Regions from separate parts of the Mus musculus genome. Here regions 1 and 2 are each linked to region 3. A link is a contact called in public HiChIP or PLAC-seq data. All regions are on one chromosome and are shown on one strand. Each heading gives the region's core, a stretch centred on a gene start, on an enhancer-like site or on the middle of the called end of the contact. The rest is flanking DNA. Distances are from core to core; before and after follow the strand shown. Region 1 overlaps Macrod2 (mono-ADP ribosylhydrolase 2). Region 2 overlaps Macrod2 (mono-ADP ribosylhydrolase 2). Region 3 overlaps Macrod2 (mono-ADP ribosylhydrolase 2).

The links. HiChIP or PLAC-seq counts read pairs in DNA pulled down with a chosen protein or histone mark.
Region 1: a contact with region 3 is called in a FOXA1 HiChIP or PLAC-seq map of pancreatic cancer cells. The contact joins two enhancer-like sites. A contact is called at or near these places in 3 of 115 datasets of contacts at active chromatin or transcription factors (extraembryonic endoderm stem cells, pancreatic cancer cells and trophoblast stem cells).
Region 2: a contact with region 3 is called in a FOXA1 HiChIP or PLAC-seq map of pancreatic cancer cells. The contact joins two enhancer-like sites. A contact is called at or near these places in 1 of 39 promoter capture datasets (liver), 1 of 484 Hi-C or Micro-C datasets (liver) and 3 of 115 datasets of contacts at active chromatin or transcription factors (extraembryonic endoderm stem cells, pancreatic cancer cells and trophoblast stem cells).

What each region holds. Positions count from the first base shown.
Region 1 is chr2:140,741,179-140,744,982 of GRCm38.p6, forward strand. All of the region lies in intron 3 of Macrod2 (mono-ADP ribosylhydrolase 2), which reads left to right. Among named protein-coding and RNA genes, the nearest start is that of Flrt3, 72 kb to the left of the region's middle. Within about 2 kb of position 1,978, at least 4 of the 459 cell types and tissues checked have an H3K27ac peak or open chromatin away from gene starts, as enhancers often do. A contact at or near this core is called in pancreatic cancer cells, where this site is marked.
Region 2 is chr2:140,761,032-140,764,683 of GRCm38.p6, forward strand. All of the region lies in intron 3 of Macrod2 (mono-ADP ribosylhydrolase 2), which reads left to right. Among named protein-coding and RNA genes, the nearest start is that of Flrt3, 91 kb to the left of the region's middle. Within about 2 kb of position 2,225, at least 31 of the 459 cell types and tissues checked have an H3K27ac peak or open chromatin away from gene starts, as enhancers often do. A contact at or near this core is called in liver and pancreatic cancer cells, where this site is marked.
Region 3 is chr2:141,287,192-141,290,969 of GRCm38.p6, forward strand. All of the region lies in intron 5 of Macrod2 (mono-ADP ribosylhydrolase 2), which reads left to right. Among named protein-coding and RNA genes, the nearest start is that of Gm25583, 350 kb to the right of the region's middle. Within about 2 kb of position 1,375, at least 42 of the 459 cell types and tissues checked have an H3K27ac peak or open chromatin away from gene starts, as enhancers often do. A contact at or near this core is called in liver and pancreatic cancer cells, where this site is marked.

The sequences.
Region 1 (3,804 bases), core at 728-3,227, 550 kb before region 3:
GAGGAGTGGTTCTATAGGGATCAGGGGGGTCCTGACCTAAGTTCTGTGAATTGTGAATGCTGTTTCCTGGTCCTGGCCTTCCTCATATAAGCAATATTGGTTTCACAAAATTGGTTGGAAGTATTCTATCTCTTTTGCAGCAGTTATATAAAATAGGCATCTCTGCTCCCATCCTTTTAGATGTTTGGGAGACTTTCAGTGAAGACAACTGTGCTTAAAATGGATATCCTTGGCAGTCTTTACGTGGAAAAGTGTGTGTGAGAAGCATTTGTATGTGTGATCATGTGTGCACATGTGTGTAGAGGCCAGTGGCTGGTGTTAGGTGTTTTCCTTGAGTGTTCCCCACTCTACTTTTTGAGAGTGTTTCTGTCTGAACTTGAAGCACATCTATTCAGCTAGATTGGTTGGCCAGTGAGCTCAAGGAGTCTTTCTGTCTGTAAGCCACCTGGCTTTCAGGTGAGTGTTGCTGTGTCTAGCCTTTTTGTGTGGGTGCTGGGGTCTCAGATACTCAGTGCCATTAGAACAGGTACTTTACCTACTAACCCTTATCCCTGTCCCTAAATAACTTTGTTTGATTTATTTTCAATGTCAAATATAATTTCCAGAAGAGACTCAAGATTCTCTAGACTCTTTATTTTTTAAAGTAAGACTTGATAATATTTTATCAATGAATTCACCCACATTATATACATTATTAATTTATTGTCATGAAAACATTTCTATAATTTCCTAAAGCTACCAGAAATGTAAGTTGAAGAAATGTCACTCTTTGTGCCTTTACCAACACTGATGGCCTACTTGTCAGTCATAGCTTCTGATTTCATAAGTTCTCTCTGTTCAGCTCTAATCTCATTAATTTCTATTCTGATATTCACTATGCATTTTCTTCTGATGATTCTGAGCATGAATAATCTTTTTTCTTTTCATTTGTTTAGGGTGGAATATGAAAACATTTTTTGAGACTTTTTTTTTTCCAGTATGGATATTTAGGGCACAAAAATTTTAAATCCTCAAGCTGGAACAGATCATTTTGGAGTGTTGAACATTATATCTCCTTTAGATTAATGTTAGATTAAAGATATTCACTATTTACTTTTCAATTTTATTCTCAGGTTAGATACATATATGCAGTTTGCCTTGCTGATCCTTGACGTCTTTGTGATACGGCGCTGACATAGATTTCTATTTTAACTAATCCCTTGTGATACAAAAATATACTTAGTGTGACTTGAGGTTTTTTTGTTTGTTTGTTTTGTTTTGTTTTTAACTTTACTGAGACTGTTTCATCATCCAATATTGTATGTAAGTTCCGCAAATGTTTACATAAAAACAATCCTGGTGTTGGTGGTGAGCATTCTTTTGTAGGTGTTAGCCAGGTTGGTTGGTAATCCACGAGTGATTTCTTAGAACTTGCCCCATTAATCACAGAGACAGTGCTGTTGACATCTGTGTGCACTTGTGTATTTATTCTGACAGTTCTGTAGTTTTTAAATCGTTGTTATTAGGTTTATAAATGTCGAAGCTGATTATGTCCTCTCAGTGGTCAGTTTTATTATTTGTATTAATCCAGTCTGTTATTGGCAATATTACTTTCTCTAGAATTTATTAATACAGCCACTTAATTTTCTTCTTTCAGTGTTAACATGGCACGTATTTTGCCAACCTTTCACTTTAAAAAGATTTATGACTTTGTATTTAAAGGAGTCTTTGAGTAGGTAACTCAGTCTGGTGTTGATTTTGAAAGTTCAATATGATTTTTAATGAGTAATTTAAGTGTTATTTATTTGTAGACAGGGCCTCCTCACGTACCCCAAGCTACCCTTAAATTCTCCATGTGGCTAAGGATGACTTTGAACTTCTAATCTTCCTACGTACACCTCAGAAGTTCTGGGATTATAGGTGTACACAGCCACACACTTAATGTGCTGCTGGGGACTGAGCCTAGGCCTTCATGCAAGTTAGGCAAGCATTTTACCATATGAGCTATATTGACAGATGTTATGTGTCATGGTTTGTATATTCTTGGGTCAGGGAGTGGCACCATTTGGAGGTGTGGCTTTGTTGGAATAGGTGTGTCACTGTGGGTATGGGCTTAAGATCCTCACCCTAGTTGCCTGGAAGTCAGTCTTCCACTAGCAGCCTTTGGATGAAGATGTAGAACTCTCAGCTCCTCCTGCGCCATGCCTGAATGGATACTGCCATGCTCCCACCTTGATGATAATAGACTGAACCTCTGAACCTGTAAGCCAGCCCCAATTAAATGTTGTTTTTATAAGACTTGCCTTGGTCGTGGTGTCTGTTCACAGCAGTAAAACACTAAGACATTGTGCTCTGTTATTTTTCACTTATTGTTGAAGTGGTAATATATAGGCCACTAACACTTGATATAAATACTGATATAGCTTTATCAAAATATGATCACTTTCTTTATTTTTACTGTGAATTATTATAATATTTTTACTTACGGTTATGGATGTACACCATTAACTTATGTCAAGAAATTATATAATTCATAGATAAGAATGTTAAAATATCTCAAAAATCTGGACATTGGAGCTTGAGAATTGTTTTGAGGATTAGTTACTTATGCAAAGGACTGTGACAAAACACTCCTACACATAAAATAATAAAATGAATAAATATTTAAAATCTAGAAATAGATCAACTACACGTATTTTTAAATTACATTTCTCTGGTATCTGGAAATGGTAAGCATACTTTTTTTTGTAACAAGACAAGACTTTGAATGGAGGCATACCATGGAATACCAACTGAGCCACAAAACTGAGGGATGTGGTCACTTTTTGCTAAATCTGAACTTGGTAATATTATACCTTAAATTTCAATCATAGTTTAATTTCTTTGCTATTTCTTTTATTTAATCATTTTTTATAGTCAGACTTTATCCCCCTTCCAGTCTATCCTCTGACTGTTCCAAATCCCATACCTCCTCCCCCACCCCTGTCTCCATAAGGGAATCCCCACTCTGCTATCCCCATTCCACCAGACCTCCTCACTCCTTAGGGCCTCCAGTCTCAATCATACCTTTTTTTTTTTTTTTTTTCCTGAGACAGGGTTTCTCTGTATAGCTCTGGCTGTCTTGGAACTCACTCTGTATACCAGGCTGGCCTCGAACTCAGAAATCCACCTGCCTCTGCTTCCCAAGTGCAGGCATTAAAGGCGTGTGCCACCACACCCGGCTCAATCATACTTTTTCTAAAATTTTTAATTAATTAATTTTTTTATACTTTGTATTTTATTCCCCTCCCCAATCCACCCTCTGACTGTTCCACATCCCATTCCTCCTCCCCATCCCCCCATCTCCACAAGGATGTCCCCACCCTCACCCCACCTGACCTCTGAACTCCCTGGGGCCTCCAGTCTCTTGAGGGTTAGGTGCTTCATCTCTGAATGAACACAGACCCTGATGTCCTCTACTGTATGTGAGTTGGGGGCCTCATATCAGCTGGTGTTTGCTGTCTGTTTGGTGGTCCAGTATTTGAGAGATCTTGGAGGTCCAGATTAATTGAGACTGCTGGTCCTCCTACAGGATTGTCCTTCTCCTTGGCTTCTTTCAGCCTTCCCTAATTCAGCAACAGGGGTCAGCTGCTTCTGTCCATTGGTTGGGTGCAAATATCTGCATCTGACTCTTTCAGCTGCTTTTTGGGCCTTTCAGAGGCCAGTCATGATAGATCGGTTTTTGTGAGCACTCCATAGCCTTAGTAATAGTGTCAGGCCTTGGGCCCTCCCCTTAATCTGAATTTCAGTATATGTGTATCTTAAAAAGCCTTAACTTTACGTGTT
Region 2 (3,652 bases), core at 975-3,474, 530 kb before region 3:
TAAGTTGAACTAAAAGCCTTTACTAGCTATGGAGCTGTGGGAAGTTTTCTCTCTCTCTCTCTCTTTCTCTCTCTCTCTCTCTCTCTCTCTCTCTCTCTCTCTCTCTCTCTCTCTCCTTCCTTAAATCCATTTCCTTAAATATATTTTGATTATATTCTTTTCCTCTTTTCCTCTTCCAACTTTCCTAACTCCTCCCACCCCCTATTCACCCAAATCCATGCTTTTTTTCTCTCTCTCCAAAAAGAAATATGAAAATAAAAACAAAGAAATGCCCAAACCTCCAGAATGAAAATGGAAACAATTAGCAACAGTAGCAACAACACCCCAGTAACACAAAAAGTACCAGCATCAGCTGTGGGTCTATATCCCTGTTAGTGCCACCTACTGAAAGAAGAACCTTCTCTAAGGGGGGCTGAGTGAGGAGGCACTGGCCTATGGTATAGCAATGTGTCATTGGGACTCATTTTTATCGCTGGTTCTGTCTTTTCAGAATAATAGTAGTTAGTTTTCATATTTTCAGTTCTCACATCTGTGAAATGGGAATGATGGTCCTTCAACCACTGGGCAACTATGAAGATTACACAAGTTATCATATCTAAGGTTCTTAGCACAAGGTCTGAGAAGCAGTAAATTCCACCTGTCCCCATTCCAGCCCCCCCGGTTCTTCAGTGGTGGCTGAACCCTGAGTCTGCTTCTGAGAGGCTTGGTAGTTTGGTAGTCTGTTCTAAGCAACTCTAATCTCTTCCTACAAAAAAAGCAATAAGAAGTGGTCATTTTAAGCTCACCCTTGTCAGCTAAACAGTGACCTCAGACTGTCCTCAGCAGAGACTAAGGGTCATCTTTCTGTGGTCCTAGGAGGCTTGAAACCAATGGCAGAGATTCATGTGCTATACAAGTTCCCATTTCCACAGAGGCTTCCAGGGCCTGCTCTTAGTGTCTTCTCCCATAGCTACCAGACCTGACTCGGCAGTCCTGCAGAATCCCAGTAAAGTGCAGCATTTTTCCCCAGTGGCAAGCTGCATGTTGTGAGTACCTTGGAAAGCATTTACCCACCCTGCTAGCATCCTCCCTTCATGACAGCATCATTATGTCATGCCACTCTTCTCCGTCCTATAACACGGCCTGACTTGGCCATCAACCTGCTTCCTTGACTCCTTTCCACCTTGGATGTTCACATAGGATTTTGTTTGGCCTACCCCTGGAAAGAACACACCTGCAATGGAATTCTCCAATATTCTTCACATGTGGGGATCCCTTTACTAAGGCCTCTTCTTTTGTTGTCCTCAGTAATTATTAACTGCGGTCTGGCTCTTCTGTGTTCCAGGTATAAATTCCAACTCTTGATAACATCTTTTCTTTCCCTTCACAAATTAGAGAGCAGAACCTCAAGATGAAGTGACCAAACATACCTAAGTCACTTAGCACATGGTTTAATTGTTCCATAAGTGATTATTACTGTAAGGTGGTTACATTGGCTACATCGCTGTGTTTATTTTTCTTAGCATTGTAACTTTTAACCATTTAAAGAAAAAACAAAAACCCATGTCATGAACAATAGGATAGTATAGGTTATTTTTACCCATCAAAGACTCCAGAGTAAAACCCAAAATCGTTAAAGTGCCCTATAAGGCTCAATCTCTTCTAGCAATTCTTTCCTTCAATCCAAAAAGCACAGAGATACTGTTGTATCTGCTGGAATTCATCTTGCTCTGCCAGGTGGCCAGGTAGCCTACACCTTCTCCTGGCTTCTGCTTAGATGTCACTTCATTGGTGATGCCTTACCTGAGGGGACAGAATCCAGAGCCCAGAGCACTTCCTATCACTCCTCCAAATGACTTATTTGTTTGTTTGTTTGTTTGGCATGCTTATCATGTATTACACTGTTGGTTACAGATATATGTATATGTGTATCTGTGTATATGTTTGTATGTGGATATTTGCATATGTGCATATGTGTATGTGTATATGTATGTGTAGGGAGATGGGGATTACTCGATTGTTTCTTTCTACTAAGGGACATAGGTTTCATGACGGAAGAAATGATTCTTTAGAACCTAAAAGTGCCTGGAATTTAGTCTGAGTGTAATAAATATTTGTAGAATGAATCAAGAAATACTTGCCCTTTTACAATTTTTGCCAGAACAAAGCACAAAGGAAATATCACTAAGAAGATGCCGAAAAGCACAGTGAGTGAGCACTTTTATGCCAGCCTGTGACACAAAGGATTGACCTATGGACTACAACTAGGATTTTGTGAAATGGTAGAGATCTTGTTACCGACAACGTTTTATCAACCACTCACCTTCGGTTTGCAGTTGGAAAAGAACACAAAAAAACTTGTAACTTCCCTCAAATATTTGTCTGTCATGCTCAGCATGGACATTTACACCTTCCCTTAAAGAGGCAGCCATGGGGAATGTGTGGGCACCAGCACTGTGCCGGGCGGGCGTCAATACCCTGTGGGTTTGCTGAGAAAAAGGCTGCTTTGTACACTAGCCCCGCCTGGATTCTCTCTTGGCCCCCATCCAGTTATTGACACTATTTAGTTCGTAAAATTTCCTGGACACAGAGGAGAGGGGGCATCTGTCTCAAGTGAAACCCTGATAGGCAGGACACATTTCCATTCAAAGGGAAACAGTGTCTGCTGAACTGTGTAGCAGCTATCTATGCAGGAAACTCGAACAATGTCCAAAGAGCAAATAATCATAGCGATTAATCTGATAAGACAGTGACACAGGAGGAAAGTACAAATTGAAGTTTCAGCAACAGGTGTAAGACACATCGTCTTTCCTTTTCTGATATTCTTAGGAAAGTAATAAGATAGCTTAATTACATGATAAAACTCTCAGAGTCCAGCTGGAGCCTCCTGTTTCCTGCTGGCTACTCACCCGCCTTCTTTTCTTATTGGACATGTTGAGATCTCTAGATGGTTAGGTTGAGCTCTCTGCTGTCCTTACCCTTCAGATTTCAGAGAAATGTGAATATACAATGAAACTAAGCTCGTCTCCATCTTTGGCTCCTCGTATTTTCTCTTGGTGCAGTTAATGATCTACTCAAATGAACTTTGTACTATAAGCTAAATCATGTGTGTATTTTAATAGTATATACTAAGTAATGCATTCACACATTCATGGATTACAAGTTTACTAGTATGTCTGTTATATACTTGTTTTCCCTCAATTTTGTATTTAAGGAGTAAAACCATGATTGGGTCTTCAAGCACATGTAACTTTTTCCTATAAGCATTAAATTCAATCATATGGAAGTTGGCTTCAGTGCTGTAGGAAACATCTCATTATGAGACATATTTTTTCTCCTATTCCTTCCCAACTTTCTTCTTGTTTTGAAAGTTACTGAGTTCCCATGTTGGACTAGCATCTGGGGATGGTAAAGGCTAGTTACAGAATGTTAGTTGTCCTGAGGTAGTTAGTGCTCACCCACAATCAGATTGTCTTGATTATGTAGTTGGTCTTGGAAGATGTGAGCTCTCACAGACTTTTTTCTAGGGCAAGTTTCTGTGCTTACTTGGTATGGAATGTCAGTCAGTTACTAGCTAGGTTTTGTAAGCTTTCTGTAAACTAGCATAAATGTTTTGTTATTTGTACAGTGGTCTGTTTCTCTCATACTTTTGTTAAAATGTAGCCACACATAC
Region 3 (3,778 bases), core at 125-2,624:
ATAACGAGAATGGTCCAGTTTGGTGGCAGCAATGACTTTCTGATCAGGGAGACAGGTCTTAAAATGTAGAGAACAGGGTATCTGACATATGTAGTGAATGACTTCTAATAACTTAGTGACTAGTATGTTGTTATCACCTTCTGGGAAGATGATTTCCACTTAGCTTTACAGCTGATTAGACAGTTAATTGTCATTTCCTTAGGGTTATAGCAATGGAGGCTGAGAATGGGGAAGGTACAATGGGCCTTTTAGGTTTGAAGTGTTGGAGCAGGGAATTCACCATTGACAGTGCAGAGAAGAGGGCTTGACGAGGTTGTTTTAATTTAATAATTATTATTTTGGTGTGAGAGTAATTTCTGCTTCAACATTTTGTAGGGTTGTCCACAATATTTAGATTCCATTTCTTTTTGACTTCTGGGCAAAGCCAAGAAAATTCTGAATTATCTAAATTTTCTTAATTTTTCCCTGGGGCTGCTCCTTTTTCATTGTCACTTGCTCTCTCGCTTTCTCATTCTCTCTGACTTTGTCTGTCTCTGTTTCTCTCTGTGTATATCTCTGTCTTTCTGTCTCTCTGTGTGTGTTTGTATGTGTACATATGGGCACACACATGCACTCATGTGTGATGACTTATAACCAGCTGCTACTTTGGTTTAATGAGTAAAAGAGCAGTTGACATTGCATCCAGATTAAAGAGTCTGCTAGATGGGCAAGGGCGGGCAAGTTGTCAAGTAACATGTAATAAATAATAGTAAGTACCTAGCCTGGATCTGATATATATTAAGAAAATTGAACACTATAGAGACGTTGAAGGGCATTGTGGGCTTAAAAATAGCTGCAATCTGAGAATAATAAGTGAAGGGAAAGCTAATAAATGAAGAAAAAGCTTCCTGGAAATACAAGATTTGGGGGAATTATTTTTGGTGGCAGAGCTGAAGCCATCTACTCTGAGGAGAATAAACAGAGCAGAAGAAAACCTGTTTTGTGTTTGTCCCCACCACTTCTTGTTTCCTTCTCCCTTTCTGGTTTAATCAGATTGTATCTGTATCAAAACGGCATAAGAATGAAACATCAGATGACAATTTGTGCTTATTAGCTCCTTCCATTGACTCTGAGAGCTAGCATATAACTTTCAAATGAGACAGCATTATGCCCTAATGTACCGTACTTGGCCATTTTGATGTACATTTAGTAAAATTACTTGAATTGACACATTCTTATAAAGGTAGCAATGAATCAAAGGTATTTCCGTTCTTGGAGGGGTTTCCTTGGAAGTCACAGCACTGCCATTTCAAACTCCACAAGCAGTGTTGGCTAACACAAGATCCTTCACTCAATCACACTGTACATTGAGTCTCTCCGATTTGGCCAACTTAGTCACATTGTCACCTCTGCGTGCCAAAGCAAACACCAGTCCTGAACTTTGCCTCCAGCTACATTCTTCACCAGGAAACCTTTTTGAATTTCCTGTAGATGTTTTCACTACTGCTTCGTGGAGGAAGGAAGCTCACTTTGACTAATAACTATTATTTTTAGTAAAGCGATCATGTGTCTCCGGTGTCCGTCCACCAGCCCTTTTGGATTCCAGCTGGAGGTTGTATAGAGGAAGCTGTGCATCCACTTGACAAGGCTTTTGGGTCCCATCCACGGAGAACTGCATCCCAGGGCTGCTTATAAAGGCTCACCTTCCAAAGGAAACTTGTCAGGGCTAAGCTGTTGGCAAGATGGATTAACAAGTGCTTACAGCTGATGGAGTAGCTTTCGGTGACTTAATGAGTGTAGTTTTAAATCTTAGCTGTCCCCTGGTTTTTTGTTTGTTTGTTTTGTTTTTTGTTTTTTTGTTTTTTGTTTTTGTTTTTTTTTTTAAGAGGGATAAATGGTTATGGTTCTTTCTAACCTAAGAAATGCCAGGACTAAGCATCCAGAGACTGTAGTAAGGTATTTAGGAGTGGTCATATGCTGTGGCCTCTGATTGTAGTCTGACATTTGATAACCTTTGGATTTTATCTTGAGGAAGTTGTCCTCATAGGAGACAGACTTCATAATTGGCATAGGAACAGCTGTTAAGGTATTCTTGGGCCACTGAACACATGGCACCTGGCCCAGTCTGAATAGCTGGGCTCTTCTTGTTGCTTGTTTAAAGAAAGGTTAAGCAGAAAGCTTTGGTCTTAATTTCAGGCAGAGATGAGGAAATTTCTGCAATACTATCTTCAAATGAGTTTCTTCCCCCCTTAGGCATCTCTTTAGGACCTTCATTAAAGTTAATGAATAATCTAGTCTAGGCCAGAGCCCAGAGCAGGGCAGCTCACCTGAGTTTCCCTATGGTTATCCACCTTTATGGGGTGTGACCTTTAGTTCCTGCAGCTCCATTGTTAGGCAGACCCTTAATTATAGTCTTTATCTCTCCCAGCATTCAACTAAGACAGCTCAGATGCCTCCTACATTCCATGACTCTAAGGTCACTACAGCAGAAGAGGCGAAAGTAAATAAATAAAAGAGGAAGGTTCCCACTTGATTATACACGTTGGGTTTATGGTATGATGGCTCTGAGAACTGGTCAGGAATGGGAAGCTCTCATTTTAAAAAAATCCAAATCTCAGGACATGAACTGAAAGCCTCAAAATTAGTTCAGGCTGGCATCATGTGAGGGATAAAAGATGCATGAAGCCCACCCTAGCAAGGCCACTGCTGACAGACTGCTCAGCACCAGTTCTTACCTTAAAACTTCAGCATTTTGGCATTCCCTGGGAACCAAATCCTTGTTCAAAGATAAAATTGTGGGATCTCTTTATCTATGAAGGACTTGACACAAAAGTCTTGGTTAGGCTCCTGTGGACTTTTTCCATATGGCTATGCAAGGGATATGTGCCTAATCAAGTCCTTAAGAGGCTTGTACAGAAACAGTGATAACCTGAATTTCATGGTTAAATATTTTGCTCTCCTGAAATGATTTCCTCTGGGTTTGGAAGTGCCTTATAGCCTATTTGAAAGCCATAAAAAAAAGTTAATGCCATTTTTTTTTTTTTTTTTTTTTTAGTTTCACCTCATTTTAATCCCTAGCAGCATTTTTAGTTGTCTAAAGCAAAGTACTATTGAGCCACAAGTCTAACAAATGAGCCATGGCAATTTGTTTAATCTCTTCCCTCAGCTTTCTTATTTGGAGAGAGGAGTGATGTGAGCTGATTCTTAGGGCTTCTCTGAGGATTAAAAGAGTCCAATAGTCCTTGGTGACTTGTGAACATTCAAAGCATGCTGTTATTATCGTTATCAATATAATTTTTAACTTGGCTTGTATTTTTTTCCCATTGGACTTTTTCCCCCACCAGATTGTTCTGGAAAAAAAAAATCAGATAGTTTTTAAATTATACAATGCATTCTTTTTTTCTTATCTTAGAGGTTTTAATGAGTAAGTTGCAAGGTCTGAAGTATTTTCAAAACTGATTTGAACAAAGATAATACTGTTGACCGTACTTCTAGCATTCTAATGTCTGTTTGTGAAGGGGAGAATAATGGGGCCATGCTGTAAAAATACCCAAGGTGAATATATTTTCTTGATAAATTATTTTGGTTTTTATATTTTTGTTCTAAGATAAGTCAAAGGAATTTATTGAGATTATTTAAGGAAAATAGTTTGGTTAAACTGGATGGCATTAAATTCATGTACTATTCTTTCACTTTAAAATTAATTTTATTTGAATTTTTCTTATATGTAGATATTGTAGTTTGATTACATTCACCCTTACATTCGGTTTTTCTCCTTTCCAGCCACATTCCTATCAGT